Regions from separate parts of the Mus musculus genome. Here all the other regions are linked to region 1. A link is a contact called in public capture Hi-C and promoter capture Hi-C data. All regions are on one chromosome and are shown on one strand. The core of a region is the stretch at or near the end of the contact, and the rest is flanking DNA. Distances in the headings are between cores, read along the strand shown.

Region 1 (2,610 bases), core at 66-2,565:
CTACACCATACTATTCTCCCTCCTCCTGGGCTGAGTGAGCAAATTACAAGCACAAATATCCCCTGATGCAATGCCACAACCATCCCTGGGAAAGAGCAGAGGCAGTTGCCAAAAGCGCAGCAGTAGGAAAACGGGCGGGAGACACTCGCAGGGAGCAAGAAACACTGCAGAGGCCCTGGGGAGAAATTCTGTAACTGGACCAGCGGAGGGCAAGGAGAAAGGGGGATTCCAGCAAAAGGCTGGGTAACACTAATCTTGCCTGAGAAGTACAGGCTACAACTCCGCTCCAGGAGGGGGCGAGTTCTGGATTCCTAAAACACAAACCTGTGGGGAAATCAGCCTCTTCCCCTAAAGACCAAATGCATTTAATCTACACAATCCAAGAGATAAGCAAACCCTCCCCAAAACGCCCAGGAGGCAATCTCAAGTAAAGTTGAGTTCCGACAGTAACAGTCCAAAAGAGCTCGTCCCGGGTGCTAAAATAAACCACAATCTCTGCTCCGAGTAACGTTTCCGACAGCCGCTGCTAGCCCTGGTCCCTGTTTCCGGACTCCGCACCCTTAACGTGACCCCTTTTGCATTCCCGAAGCCAGACACTAGATGCGCGTCAGTCCCCAAAGTGTGCGGGACCCACGCACACAAGGGCTCGAGTTGGATTCTCCAGACCACCCCTCGGCCCCACCCATAACCCCCAGAAGGGACACGCAGAGCTCGCCTCAGTCCCCACATACACGGACGCCCCTCCTGAAGCCTGGAGAAACGACCCCGGCGTCCTTCTGCATCCCGAACCCCACCCAAGGGCCCAGGCTGCAGTCGACCCTCAGTGTCCCGGCTCAGCACATGCCCAGCCTGAGGCAAGCCCCTCGGCTCCACAACCTCCGAAGCCCTGATACAAAATCTCTCCGCCCGCCTCGCCCCCTACGGTCCCCTCAGAAGGCGTCTCAGAAACTCCGAAGGTCACGCCCGCAGGCCCCCCACCAGGCCCCCTCTCTCAACCACCCCGGCGTCCCGTAGGCGGACAGCCACCGCCCTTCCCCGCCTCGGGAGGGACCTGCGGGGTCCCCGGCGGCCACCGCGAGAACCTGGGCGGGAGTCGTGGAGGTTAGTGAGGAGGCCGACCCTCCGATCTCAATCACAGCCGCACCTACCCGCCGCCGCCGCCGAGCCCAAGCCGGAGCCGCAGGAAGCCGGGAGAGGGCAGAGAGGAGCCGGGAGCAGCCGGGAGGAGCCGCAGAAGCCACAGACCTAGCCGGAGGGGCGGGGCACAGGGAGGTGGCCGCTTCCTCGTCGCCCTCTTGAAGGCCGGCACGAAGGCGGAGCGTGCTCGCCGTCAGCGGGTGCCGCCCCAGCCAATGGGCGCCACCGAAGGGCGGGCCGAGGCGCCGCGAACCAATCCACGCCGGCCCCTACTCCTCGCCCTCTCCGTGGAAGCAGCACGAGTGGCGGACCGTTGGCGCGGCGCGCGTCGGGGGTCTAGACTGCGGCCTCCCGCCCGCGGATGCCTCAGCGAATGGCGAGGCTCAGGCCGCCTCCGCCGTTCTGAGAGGGCCGCCGCTTCCTTTTCCAGCAGAAAGGATGCTAGTGTCAGGCGCACGCGCCTGCGTACGGGTGGGCCTGAGTGGGCCCCGCCGGCCCTGACTGGTGGGCTCTATGATGTAATCTGGGAGGGGCGGGGGCGGGGCCTTGGGTTCACTGCTAACCGCGAGGAACTGACTGGGAGCTGAGGGCGCAGCTCATAGTAGCTGCCTGAAACGTGGCTGGACCAAGTTGAGAAGGAACATTGTTGAATGCAAAACTGATTATATGGGGCCGGGCGTGGTGGCGCACGCCTTTAATCCCAGCACTCGGGAGGCAGAGGCAGGCGGATTTCTGAGTTCGAGGCCAGCCTGGTCTACAAAGTAAGGTCCAGGACAGCCAGGGCTCTACAGAGAAACCCTGTCTCGAAAAACAAACAAACAAACAAGAAAAAACTGATTATATAATTGGGAGTGTATTTAGTAACTTAAATAATTTCATGTTTCTTTTAGTTTTTTTCTTTTTTCAACGTAGTTACTTGAAAACTTAAAGATCACCTTTGTTCTGTTTTGGGTTTTTTGCACAGTGCCTCCCACCATAGCGCAGGCTGGCCTGAAATTCACTTTGCATCACCCACCTCCCTCAGAGTGATGGCAATCCCTCAGCCTCAGCCTCCTGAGTGTTGAGATTACAAATTTGAGCCGCCATACACAGCTAAAATTACCTCCTCCTACTCTCCTCTCCCCGCCCCCCTCCTCTAGAGTGTCACTACGGTCACATTATATTGCCTGTGCATAGTACTGGTCCAGAAGAAATAGTGATACCCAACTCCTTTATGCTTATTCCATGATCCACATATCTTAATCATCACAAGAGCCCTACATGGTTAATATATCCTCAGTGCCCTTTGTAGTTTTAGTTATGAGCCTTATCTTTAATAGTTTAATTTTCTCTCCAGCACTCCTCATTCTCATTATGTTAACAGGCAAGTTTAGTAACACCACAGTGTCAACAAGACAATGTTTGGCTAGTGGGGCTTTAACTTCAGTAGCCAGGTGCTAGGATTGTAAACTCAGGCATATAGGGGTTACCAGG
Region 2 (2,610 bases), core at 61-2,560, 1.5 Mb after region 1:
GAGCTATAGGCTCTATTTAGTCATAAAGAAGGGTTCATCCACATTTTGGACAGTCAGAATTTTGGGCATGCAAAGGCATTAGTACTGTATGATCCCTGGGGATGTGAAGGTGGGTTTCTTAGGTCCCCTTGTTCTTGGGAGCAGTAACAATATAAGACCCATGTTTCTAGTCACCTCCCAGAATCCCCAGGTTGCAGTTACCCACGGTGGTAACTGATGGTACCTCCTTTATTGGCTGCTTTCCTTGGTCTTCTTGCTACTTCTCTGCGGGTGCTTCCTGGCTTCACCTCCTACACTAACCACACACACTTGTGTCACTGCCTCAAGATCTGCGTTGGGAAAATTAAGCTAAACACTGTACACAAAAGGGTCGGAATCAATGAGCAGACACAGACAAGTGCAGGAGCTGTTCACACAAGCTTTCCAACTGGAAGCTTCGGCTGATCAGAATGCTCACAAGATAGGCTGAGCCAAAGTGTGAATCAGAGGTAGGTGGATGCAGCTGGTCTTTGCTACTTTGTGGGTTTTTTTCCCACCCTTCATCCCCCAGTTTCAACCCCTATCACTAGATAGGAGAGAAAGAAGGATAGAGGGGAGAGATAAATAGAGGTCCTTGAATCTAATTTCTTTTGACAACTAACAAACTGCAACTAGTCCCCTCCCCACTGATGGCCAACAACCACCCATCCACCCCCCAGGGCTCTCAAACTTATATCCTCTGAGAAGTACCCAGAATTCCAAACATAACACAATCACAGAAACTATGTGCAGCTGGCAAAACCCTGCTTTTGCTAGAACACAGGCAAATCGTAGTCAGCTGCTGGGAAGCAGCCCCGTATCTCCACACCTGGCATTAAAACAAAAACATATTCCTATACGATTTCTCTGATGTTAAAAGAAATCAAAATTTCAGAATTCTCACTCCAGGGGAGTCTTTGTCACACCAGTTTGCTATCACATGACCACGGAGTTGGCTAGAGATGAGCTCTGTACCCTGAAGATGAACAGTCACCCAACCTCTGAGTAGTAGCCCCAGAGTAGCATTAGGCAGAGAGACTCCTGGCATCTGGCTGATTGTGCACATCCACTGCTCGGATCGAAGCAAAAATAACCTACTTTTCTATAAAGAAGGTCTAGATAGGCCCCAAGGCTAGTACAGTCTGCCCCTCCACCCTACAAGCTGCTAGTCTCCATATACACTAAGGGATCTTTTCTGTGTCCTGCTTTGTGTCATGGTTAGGACAGCTCGGCTGGGCTCCCCAACCAGAGGCCCAGGCTACAGCCCTAGTGGCCTCTAGGGGGCGCCGCTGGGAAGCTTGTGGTTTGGCACCTCCAAGCTCAGTTGTGATGGGCGGACTCCGACCCCTAAAGGCCCCAGGTTCCACTGGCTAGCCCCTGGCTGATTGTACCCAGAGTGGATCCGACTCACAACGACACCCGCCTCCGATCCCACCATACCGGTGTTGTGTTGCTCGCCGCTGCCTCATTTCTATCATCGCCCCAGGTAGAGCCCTAAATCCTGGCCGGCCGGATGTCCATATGCCTGTCTGTTCATTTTGGGTGACCGTGGGTCGGTGCGCCCTACTCCTGCCGTGGCATGTGCAGAGTTAAGGCGGGAGGAGGTTTCCCCGAATCTGGGGAGGGGGGAGCGAGGGGCGGACCCGGTCCAGCCCCGCCCCACGCCGGAGCGGTGCGGGAGCCCCACCAGAGCCCAGCTTCAGCCCTAGCCGGAGCCAGCGGAGGCGGAGGCGGAACAGCGGACCCCGTGCCCTGGCGACATTTGAGATCCAGCAGGTGAGTCCCGCGGGAACCTCGCGCAGGGGAAGTTTGGGGCATGAAGGATAGAACCTTAATTAAACCCACTAGCCAGACCCGCCCCCCACTCTCCTTTGAGTTGGAAGTTTGGGGCCAGGAGGCCGTCCCTGTTAAATCCCGGGACTGAGAGTGGAGACCCCCAGCATACACATAGAGACATAGACACAGAGAGATACACACACAGCAAAAGGGGAGGCTAAGGAATGTGCTCTTGGGTGGGGGGTGTCAGGAATCCAGCCGTTTATTCCTACAGGAAAAGCCCTGGACTCAGGGACCTTCTAATCCTGTGCTCAAGAGATTCTCTACACCAGCCTTTTAAAACCTCCTCAGCAGGGAATCTGCTGGCATCGCCACACCCATAAAGGATGGACTTCAAAGGGAGTGTGGAATCCTGGAGTCTAGCCCCTTTGGGTCTCGCATATGAGACTGGCCTTTTGCTGATATAAATGGTTATACCTTGTAGAAGATCCTTCTTGTAAGGACTACAGGATGAGGGACCCTGATGGCTGGACCCAGGTTGTTGAAGGCACACTAGATGCCAGTGTGTAGAGGATGCAGAACTCTCTTGGAGCACTGAGATAAGACTTGTTGGGACAGGAAGCACGCTAGGATGGAGATTTGGGCTCTATCTTCCCTTCCACTCTAAATTGATCAAGTTACTATTTGCTAGTTCTTAAGGTTGGGGAGGGAAGAATCCCTCATGTTCCCACAAGAACCGAGAACGCCTTCTGGGTACCTGGAATCTATTCTTCCCACTATAGAAGGACCTTCACCAGTAGAGTGTTAGTCAAAGGT
Region 3 (2,610 bases), core at 28-2,527, 1.3 Mb before region 1:
ATCTACCAAGAAACCAAAATCACAAAGCCACTGCTTGTCTGAGAAATGAACTGTTGTTGCCCCCACTGAGACCAAGAACGCCTCGATTTCTTTTCTTAGTGAAAATATTAGTTTTAACGTTTTGCCTCTTCTCAGCCAGTTGTTCAAACACCGTCCGTTAACTCTTTCACCATGCTCTGACTCAGACTCAGTTAGTAGAGGCTGAAACTCCGGTCGCCTAACACCTCTGGTCTTAATCATAACTACCCATTCAGATATGGTATTTATGATCTGATTAATATCAACATCATAAGAACTCAACAGTTCCAAGTGAAGAAATCCCGAATAGTGGATTACGTTCCAACAGTTGGGACTCACGGCCTTCTCTCTCATGTAGGAGACCAGTCCGGAGTTCTCGCCGATCATCCTTAAAGTGTGGGTCGTGGTCAGTCCAACCATTCGCTGTAAGCTGAGCCCTGCTGTCTGCAGGGCTTCCAGAATTGCCGACATGAGAGCCCCAACACTGAAGTGATGAGTCAGGTTGATAATCGTCAGAAGATCTTCTTGCACCTCCAGGTCGCGGCCGACGCCACGGATGAAGACCAGCAGGTAGTTCTCATAGGCCACAAAAGCCTGGTCATCCAAAGCAAGGGAATAGGCCTTAAAGTCCCTGGCTCGGTTAAACAGCTGGCTGCGGAGGTTGCTGTCAATGCTCAGAATCCTCTGCCGTGTGATCTCTGGAGACAAGTCAATGCCTTCCAGGACGCCGACGTGATCCGGCAGCACCTCTCTCAGCAACACCTCCATGCACTGGTGTACGAAGTCACCCTCACCCCAGCCGCGACCCTTCAAGGCCAAGAAGCGGCAGAGGCCGAGGCCTGCCCGGGTCGCTCTCTCCTCCGGAGTGAGCACGGCGGCCAAAGACATGTCACCCTGCCGCAGACGCTCGACCAGGGCCGCGCGTTCCTCGTCCCCTACAAACCGCTCGTAGAATTCGTGCTCGGCCTCGTAGTGGCGCCTCACGTCGCGTTCCCGAGTAGAGGCGACCAGGCGGCGACACACCAGGCACAGGGCCCCGTCACCCTCCGCAGGCTCCACCACCAGGTATCGCTGGGTCCACTCGGGCCGGAACACCAGAGCCTCGTCGACTTCCATCCTAATCCTCTTGGGCGTCATCCACATTCTGCGGAGGCCACAGGAGAACGCCGAGCTCTGAGGCCGCAGCAAACGGGGAGGAGCCCGACGAACGCCAAGCACCCCCTGGGTTCTGCGCCAGATCACCCGAGCAGGGGTGCACCAGCCTCCGCCAGGGCACCTCCGTTCCTATTGGCTGGAGATTTCGTATTCCCTCAGCTCTCAGAAATGAGCCAATAGGAAGAGCGGACCGTGAACTTTGACGCGCAAGCGCGTTGCCTTCTAGCCTGGTGTCGGGCCGCTGTTTAGAGCGGGACAGAGATCCCAGGAACTGACGTGTAAAAGCGCTTGACTGGCATTCATGCTGCCCAATCAGCACTTGCCGCTGGGAAGACGGCGCAGGACTGCAGTCGGCCGAAGCTGAAGGAAGAACTTGAGCGTGAGGAGCTCGAGTGATTGGCTGACTGGGAACTCGGGCGCCAATATGGCGTTTGTAGCAGGAGTTATTCGGCGTCTGGACGAGACGGTAGTGAACCGCATAGCGGCGGGGGAAGTCATTCAGCGGCCGGCCAATGCTATCAAAGAGATGATAGAAAACTGGTACGGAGGGAGCGGAGCCGAGTTCCCCGACTGAGAGCCGGGGCGGGCCGACCCACCTGCTGCAGTCGGCCACCGTGCGGGGCACCGAGCACGGGGACCGTGGGGGCATCGGGCACAGGGACCCTGCGCGTGCCAGGCTGGTTTCCCATTATGCACACGGCCGAAGGTCCTCACGACTTGCGCGAGACCTGTTTGGGTCGCAAGTAGGGGAAGCACGCGTGGTATTGGTTTAATGGTATCTTCCTGGAGTATGCGGCTCGCCGCCACGTTACATACAACGAAGATGCGCGGCTGACGATGTGTGAATGTGTAAGGGTGGAAGAGAAACAGTCTTCAGAGTGTGCCATTTTAGGTTTATCATTCATTCCCGGAATAATCCCTACACATCCAAGGCACAGTTTCTTCTGAGTTTTATTCAGACGTATCAGGACATGGGGCTTTTTTTCTGACTCTCCTCTTGTCAAATTAGTGAGTGACCCTAGTCTGAGACTTAGACCTGCATCTGAGACTTAGACCCGTCAGGTTGTGGAGGGGAGAAGTTAAACGTGTACTGTTTAACCTTTAATAGGCACAGTGAATAGTATACCCCAAAGTAGACACACCACCAAATAAGTTCAAAAAGGACACTGTGTACATAAGGACTTTGTGTTAATATCAGTTGATGGTTGTGAAAGCCAAAGAAGACAAATGTTCAGAAGTGCACTGAAAAGACAAAGCATTCAGAACGATGACACTGAGATAAATGACCTCAGGCCCTCTTTGGGGTCCAAAGACCTTTATGCAGGAGTCACCTAAGACCATCGTGAAATTCTGATATTTACATTACAATTCAGAGCAATAGCAAAATTGCAGTTATGAAGTAGCAACAAAATAATTTTATAGTTAAGAGTCACCACA
Region 4 (2,610 bases), core at 41-2,540, 1.3 Mb after region 1:
CAGAGGCCGTGAGATAGCCTGCTGTCAAGCCTGCCAAGGAAGAGCCCTTGGATACTGTTCTCTTTCAGAGGAAACTGGATCTGACATCCTATCAAGCCCCCAACCGAGGTTACCACCTTTATGAGATTCACATCTTCTCTGGCTTCCAGCCCCCAGCAACACGCCATCCACACACACAAAAGACTCATGTCTTCTTCTCACAGGCTCATCCTGGCTATGACCTGTCATTTCCTTTCAGGTCTATGTCCATAAAAAAAGAAGAAGAAGAAGAAGAAGAAAAAAGAAACCTATAAGCTACGAGCTTATATGAGCTCATCTATGAGCTAAGTCATCGAATATAGATTTTAGTCTCCACAAGACCTGGCTGAGAGTACAGCAAGAGGAAGAATAAAAGGCTGAGGAGAGAAAGGTCCCCTCGATTTCCACACCTGAGCCTGGCTGGTCATTGCTTGCTATGGGGGTGACTATGCAGCTTACCCTGCAGTGAATGACTGGCTGTAAATGGCCAGGTGCCTCTTCAGGCAAAGAAAAGTGCACAAGAGATAGGCTATGGGACACACCGGCTTTACGAGACTGTGTCAAAGGACATCTCTGCCACCTTTGTCCTTAATTTGTGGGGGAGGTCAAGTCTACAGATAACCTGTTCCAATCTTTATAACAATATCAGGGTTAACCGGGCACAGACAGCAGCTTTTTCTTTCTCATCTCCAAAGAAGTGCGCAGGGCTCAAAAAAAGACTGCCATCCGAAGACCTTGAAATAGGAGCTGTAGGGCTCTTAGGGCGCGAGGTACAGCCTCTGTCTATTTCGTATTGATTCTCGAGAGGAAAAAAAAATTGTTTTGAGGTGCCAGGGAGTTGAATGCAGAGCCTCTGGCCGGGTTAGGTAAAGCAGCGCTTCCTAGTAAACTACATACCAACCCTCTGTAAACTTCCCACGGAAGGAAGCATCCATCAGCCCGGCTCCACTTCTGTTCAGAAAGGCAGCACCTCGCGGCGGTCCCTACTTTCCACGTAACCCCCCCCCCCCCCCCCACACACACACACACCGCCCCGGGGCATTCCTCCACAAGCCCCCGTCCACACTCCGCGCACCTTGACCGTGTCCAGGGGGTGCCCCACAAACACCAGGCACATGCCGCCGAAGCCGCCAGCCAGGAGGTTCTTAAACGGACTGATGGGTTTCGGCTCGTCTGCCATGCTCAGTCTTCTGTCTGTCTGTCTGTCAGCTCCGGGCAGTCTTGGTCTTGCTCCGCTGCCCGAGCGGCTCCGCCGACCTTTCACCTACATTCAGGTGGGCGGGGCCGTGGGCAGGTCGGAAAGAGGGCCCAGTCGTACTAGCCTGGCTTCCGCCCTGAAGTCTACTTCCGGCTGCCCTCCTCCTTAGTGGGCGGGGCTCTTTCCCTAATGATGTATGGGAGGGGCTTGGGAATGATTGTCAGGGACTTACTCCTCCAGGAAGTCTTCTTGGACTTGAGTTTTTTTCTTTCTCTGGTCCTCTGTGGTCCTATGCATCTGTGCACTCCCCAGAGGTCGCATACACCCTTTTGCGTGACAGCCACTTTTTTTTTTTTAGGTGCTGAAGAGTGGAGGTACCCCATAGAGGTCCCTGTCTTTGATAAGCCTTGACTAAGTTAAAAATGGCATATGTCCTATGGTAAAAATGGCTCTATAGGAAAATAAATCCGGGAAGAAGTAAAGTGTGGGAGACAAATAATTTGTAACTAATTTGTTAAACAAGAGAAGCTCTCATTAGGAAGGCAAAGGATTAAGATCTAGGGCATGGAAATGAGTCCTGTCTAAAGATACCCGGTAAAGGATGAAGGACCTTTCTGGCAGAAGATAAAGAAAATTTGAAAACTCTGAGATGTCTGTGTTGTCAAATCTGAGAAACCACAGGCCACAGGGGTGGGAATGGGGTGCGGTGGGATGGTGGAGCAGCCAGTGAGGACAGGAGAAACGGAGACTACTCATCAGGAGGAACTGTGAGGACATCAGTCTCTTCTATGACAGGTTTTAGATGGAGACTAACAATCTCAGATCGGATTTTAAAACAAACAGACAAAAATCAGGATCGCTGTAACTGCTGGTGAAAACAGCCAGAGGAAATCCAGGGGGCTGGAGAAAGTTAAAGGTCATGAGTAGAAATGTTGGCTTGGACCAGCACATAGCAGAGTTGTTAACGAGGTGCGATCCAATGGTGAATATTTTCTAAAGGAAAACCCGAAGGACCTGTTAGTGAACGGAAATTCATTCTGCTCACTACTCATGCAGAAGCTGCAGAAGCTGGCTCAGCAGCTCAGAGAACTGGCTGCTCTTACAGAGTACCTGGGTTCTGTTCCCTGCACCCTCGTAGCAGCCCAGAACTGTCTGAAACTATACTTCCATGAGACCTAATGCCCTCTTTGGGCCTCTTTGGGCACCAAGCACACATACATTCATGGAGGCAAAGACTCAAGGACACAAAATAAAAATGAGTAAATATATATTTTTTTTTTAGAAAAAGTTTTGTGAGAGAGGCTTACGGGACAATGCTAATGTTTTTGGCCTTAGCAACTAGAGAGAAGACATCATCTTTAACTGAGATTGGGGAAGAGATGGGGTCAAGCAGA
Region 5 (2,610 bases), core at 49-2,548, 1.1 Mb after region 1:
TAGCAAACCAGAGGTCTGTAAGCAATACTGCCCTCCAGTTTCAGGACAGGGTCCAGCAAGACTCCAGGGTCGAAGCTCTCACCTCCAGGGAGTTTTGACAGGCTCCCACTCGAAGTAGAGAGACTTCACCTGGGAACAGGAGCTTTTGGAAGCCAATCCAACCTGGAGGGAACTCTGCCCTGAAAGCTTTCACCAGCCAGGCAAGTTCTGACCGGGGGTGTGGGAATCTCTCATCGGGAGGCACTTCTCTGGAGAGGCACTTCTCTCGGAAGTGGGAGACTTTACCAGAGAATAGGATCTGAGGGGGTCTCTCAGAAGAAACTCTGATCTGGGGGGGGGGTGCCTCCATATGGAATGCAGCTCTCTATAAATATATTTCAGGGGAAACAAATTTGGAGTGGGCAGGGGGGAGGGGCTAGCCTGTGGGAAAGATATCACCTGTGAGTTCTGATCTAGGAGAGGCTATAACCAGGGGAGAGAATCCCACCAGAGGGGTAGGAACTCACCTGGGAAGACTCTCTAACCTGGGTATCCAATGGAGGAGGGAGCAGTGCAGACGCAAGGAAGATCTTCAGAGATTCTCTGCACCGCGGGCTCCAGGAGATCTCAGCGGCCCCTCTCCCCTCCTTCAAGATCTCTCAAGTCTTCTTAAAGGGCTCCCTCCCCTTACCAGGCGGCACGCGCCTTGGAGGGCGGAGCCTTGATGCTTGGCACCTCCCTTTGGGAGGGCACAAGGGCCGGCAGCGACAAATGTGAACAGTACCCTGCCGACTCAGGCCGCGGCTGGTCCACCGCCTGGCTAGAGCCTGTCTTGCAGCGGTTTCTCTCCCAGTCCCAACGCGCCCAGCTGGCACACCTCCCGTGCCAGGACTCCTCGGTAAGCAGCAACTTCCCTGCAGCGCCCTTATTAGCACTCCAGGGACGTTCAGTACAACCCTCAAGAGCTGGGGTCGCGCCAGAGCCCGCCCCCATCCCTCGCTGTTGATGGATAACCTCCTTCGGAAAATCGGCAAGGCGGTAAACTAAGGCTCCGCAGACGGGAAATGCCTGTCGGGGACTTGGAGGTTCCCTTCCTGAATTGACCCAGGCCGGGAGTCACAGAACTACTAGCGCTTCGCGGGCACGCGGAATTTGGGCAGCGCCCTGCAACTCACCGGACCCATCGGGAAGTCCCATGGCCCTCAGAGGGTAACTCGTGTACCGCTTTTCAAACAGCTCCCCCAGGAGGCCACTACCGGCTAGAAGGTGGCGCCAGGCCCAGAACTTGGCCGGCCGCAAGCTCCACCGCTAGGATGTGCAAGATCAGACCAATCAGAATTCTGGGGGTGGAATCCAAGTCATACTCTCTGGGCGGGGCGAGCCCGGAGAATAAAATTTTAACCCTTTCCTTCCCGTCGGCCTAGCTTCTGTCCCTGCCTGCGATTCTTGTTAACCTGCTGGGAGCTGGAGCATTCTGCTGAGACTGGAGGACTGGAACGAAGGCCCAGCGCTACGCTTGGCCAATGTTATGCCTCTGTGCCCTTAAGTGGCTGGACCTAATTGTATGCTTTGTAGAAGGTCCCCACTTTATGCAGAGGAGACATTCTTGACCGATCTGGATGCCTAGGTGTGCAACCAGGGGCCCCAGCCTCAACTGTGGGAGATCTAGGCCTGTAGGGTCTCTCAGGGACCACCAAGCTGTGAGTATCACCCTCAGATTTTTCCTTCTGAGACCTGGCACAGTGGTCCTCAAGACCAGCCCCACCCCACCTCCATTTCTTTTTTTCCAGACAAGTTTTCTCTGTTTAGCCTTGGCTGTCCTGGAACTCTCTGTAGACCAGACTTGTCTACAGAGATCCACCTGCCTCTGCCTAGTGAGTGCTGGGATTAAAGAAGAGATCAAAGGTATTTGTCACCATGGGTGGCTTCTTAAGCCCCCCCCCCCCCTTTCACTTTCACACCTGGCTGCCTAGACTGGAAATGGAGCACTCAGGATCCTTTCCAGGTCTGGAAGCTCTGGCCTGATCCAAGTGAGAAAAGACCAGTAAGGGCCAGAGTGTGGGTGGGTAAGCAGGAACTGAAGTGGGAACGCCTAGGTTTGGGGTGACTAATGGGCAGGGCCACAAATGTCAGCCTCTGGATATTAAGGAAACCCTCATATGACTGCCTAGACCAGGAAAGTGGCTTCTCTTGGCGCAGCTCCTGCGCTCCAACTTCAGGCTCCAGTCACAAGGTGAGAGGCCATATTTCAGAAAGAAATGGGAACCTGGTCCAAATCTCCCATGAAATGGGCTAAAAATAACTGGCTATTTTGGAGGGAGGAGAGCTCAGAGTCCTACAAAGGTCATCCTGGGTGAGTATTCTCAACAGCTGAGACAGAAAGAGGAACAAGTGTTTTCTATAGAAGTTTATTCCCAAAACAGAGCGCGGCTTCACGGAACAATTTACACAGACAGGAAAGAGGGCCACTGTTGGAAGGGGACCCCAGAGACGGGCATCTACAGAACCTAGGACATAGCAAGGACACTCTCCCAACCGACAGGCCTCTCAGCCCTTCAAGGGCAGGGGTCAGTCTGGGTAAAGAGAGCTGGGGACCTGGCTGGTGGGATTTGGCACAGGCAGTGAAGTGGG

What was found. Promoter capture Hi-C pulls out the DNA fragments that hold promoters and counts their contacts. Capture Hi-C pulls out chosen DNA fragments and counts their contacts.
Region 2: a promoter capture Hi-C map of pre-B cells shows a contact between it and region 1, with 2.3 times the contacts expected there. The contact joins the promoter of Klhdc8b here to the promoter of Map4 in region 1. A contact is called at or near these places in 2 of 39 promoter capture datasets (liver and pre-B cells) and 1 of 9 other capture datasets (pancreatic islet).
Region 3: a contact with region 1 is called in a promoter capture Hi-C map of adipose tissue, with 4 times the contacts expected there. The contact joins the promoter of Epm2aip1 here to the promoter of Map4 in region 1. A contact is called at or near these places in 1 of 39 promoter capture datasets (pre-B cells), 2 of 115 datasets of contacts at active chromatin or transcription factors (bone marrow-derived dendritic cells and thymic regulatory T cells) and 2 of 9 other capture datasets (adipose tissue and liver).
Region 4: a contact with region 1 is called in a capture Hi-C map of macrophages, with 4 times the contacts expected there. The contact joins the promoter of Slc25a20 here to the promoter of Map4 in region 1. A contact is called at or near these places in 1 of 39 promoter capture datasets (embryonic stem cells), 1 of 115 datasets of contacts at active chromatin or transcription factors (embryonic stem cells) and 1 of 9 other capture datasets (macrophages).
Region 5: a capture Hi-C map of embryonic stem cells shows a contact between it and region 1, with 2.2 times the contacts expected there. The contact joins the promoter of Slc26a6 here to the promoter of Map4 in region 1. A contact is called at or near these places in 1 of 39 promoter capture datasets (embryonic stem cells) and 1 of 9 other capture datasets (embryonic stem cells).

What each region holds. Positions count from the first base shown.
Region 1 is chr9:109,930,479-109,933,088 of GRCm38.p6, reverse strand. Map4 (microtubule-associated protein 4) reads right to left here and starts at 1,315. Exons shown (of 19, transcript NM_001205330.1): 1 at 1,149-1,315.
Region 2 is chr9:108,451,501-108,454,110 of GRCm38.p6, reverse strand. Klhdc8b (kelch domain containing 8B) reads left to right here and starts at 1,310. Exons shown (of 6, transcript NM_001359428.1): 1 at 1,310-1,794. It also overlaps a transcript of Ccdc71 not described here.
Region 3 is chr9:111,270,512-111,273,121 of GRCm38.p6, reverse strand. Epm2aip1 (EPM2A (laforin) interacting protein 1) reads right to left here and starts at 1,277. Exons shown (of 1, transcript NM_175266.4): 1 at 1-1,277. The coding sequence starts at 1,161. It overlaps Mlh1 (mutL homolog 1), which reads left to right and starts at 1,514. Exons shown (of 19, transcript NM_026810.2): 1 at 1,514-1,713. The coding sequence starts at 1,598.
Region 4 is chr9:108,660,816-108,663,425 of GRCm38.p6, reverse strand. It overlaps Slc25a20 (solute carrier family 25 (mitochondrial carnitine/acylcarnitine translocase), member 20), which reads right to left and starts at 1,290. Exons shown (of 9, transcript NM_020520.5): 1 at 1,094-1,290. The coding sequence starts at 1,198.
Region 5 is chr9:108,852,731-108,855,340 of GRCm38.p6, reverse strand. It overlaps Slc26a6 (solute carrier family 26, member 6), which reads right to left and starts at 1,298. Exons shown (of 20, transcript NM_134420.4): 1 at 507-1,298. It overlaps Celsr3 (cadherin, EGF LAG seven-pass G-type receptor 3), which reads right to left. Exons shown (of 36, transcript NM_001359572.1): 36 at 2,372-2,610.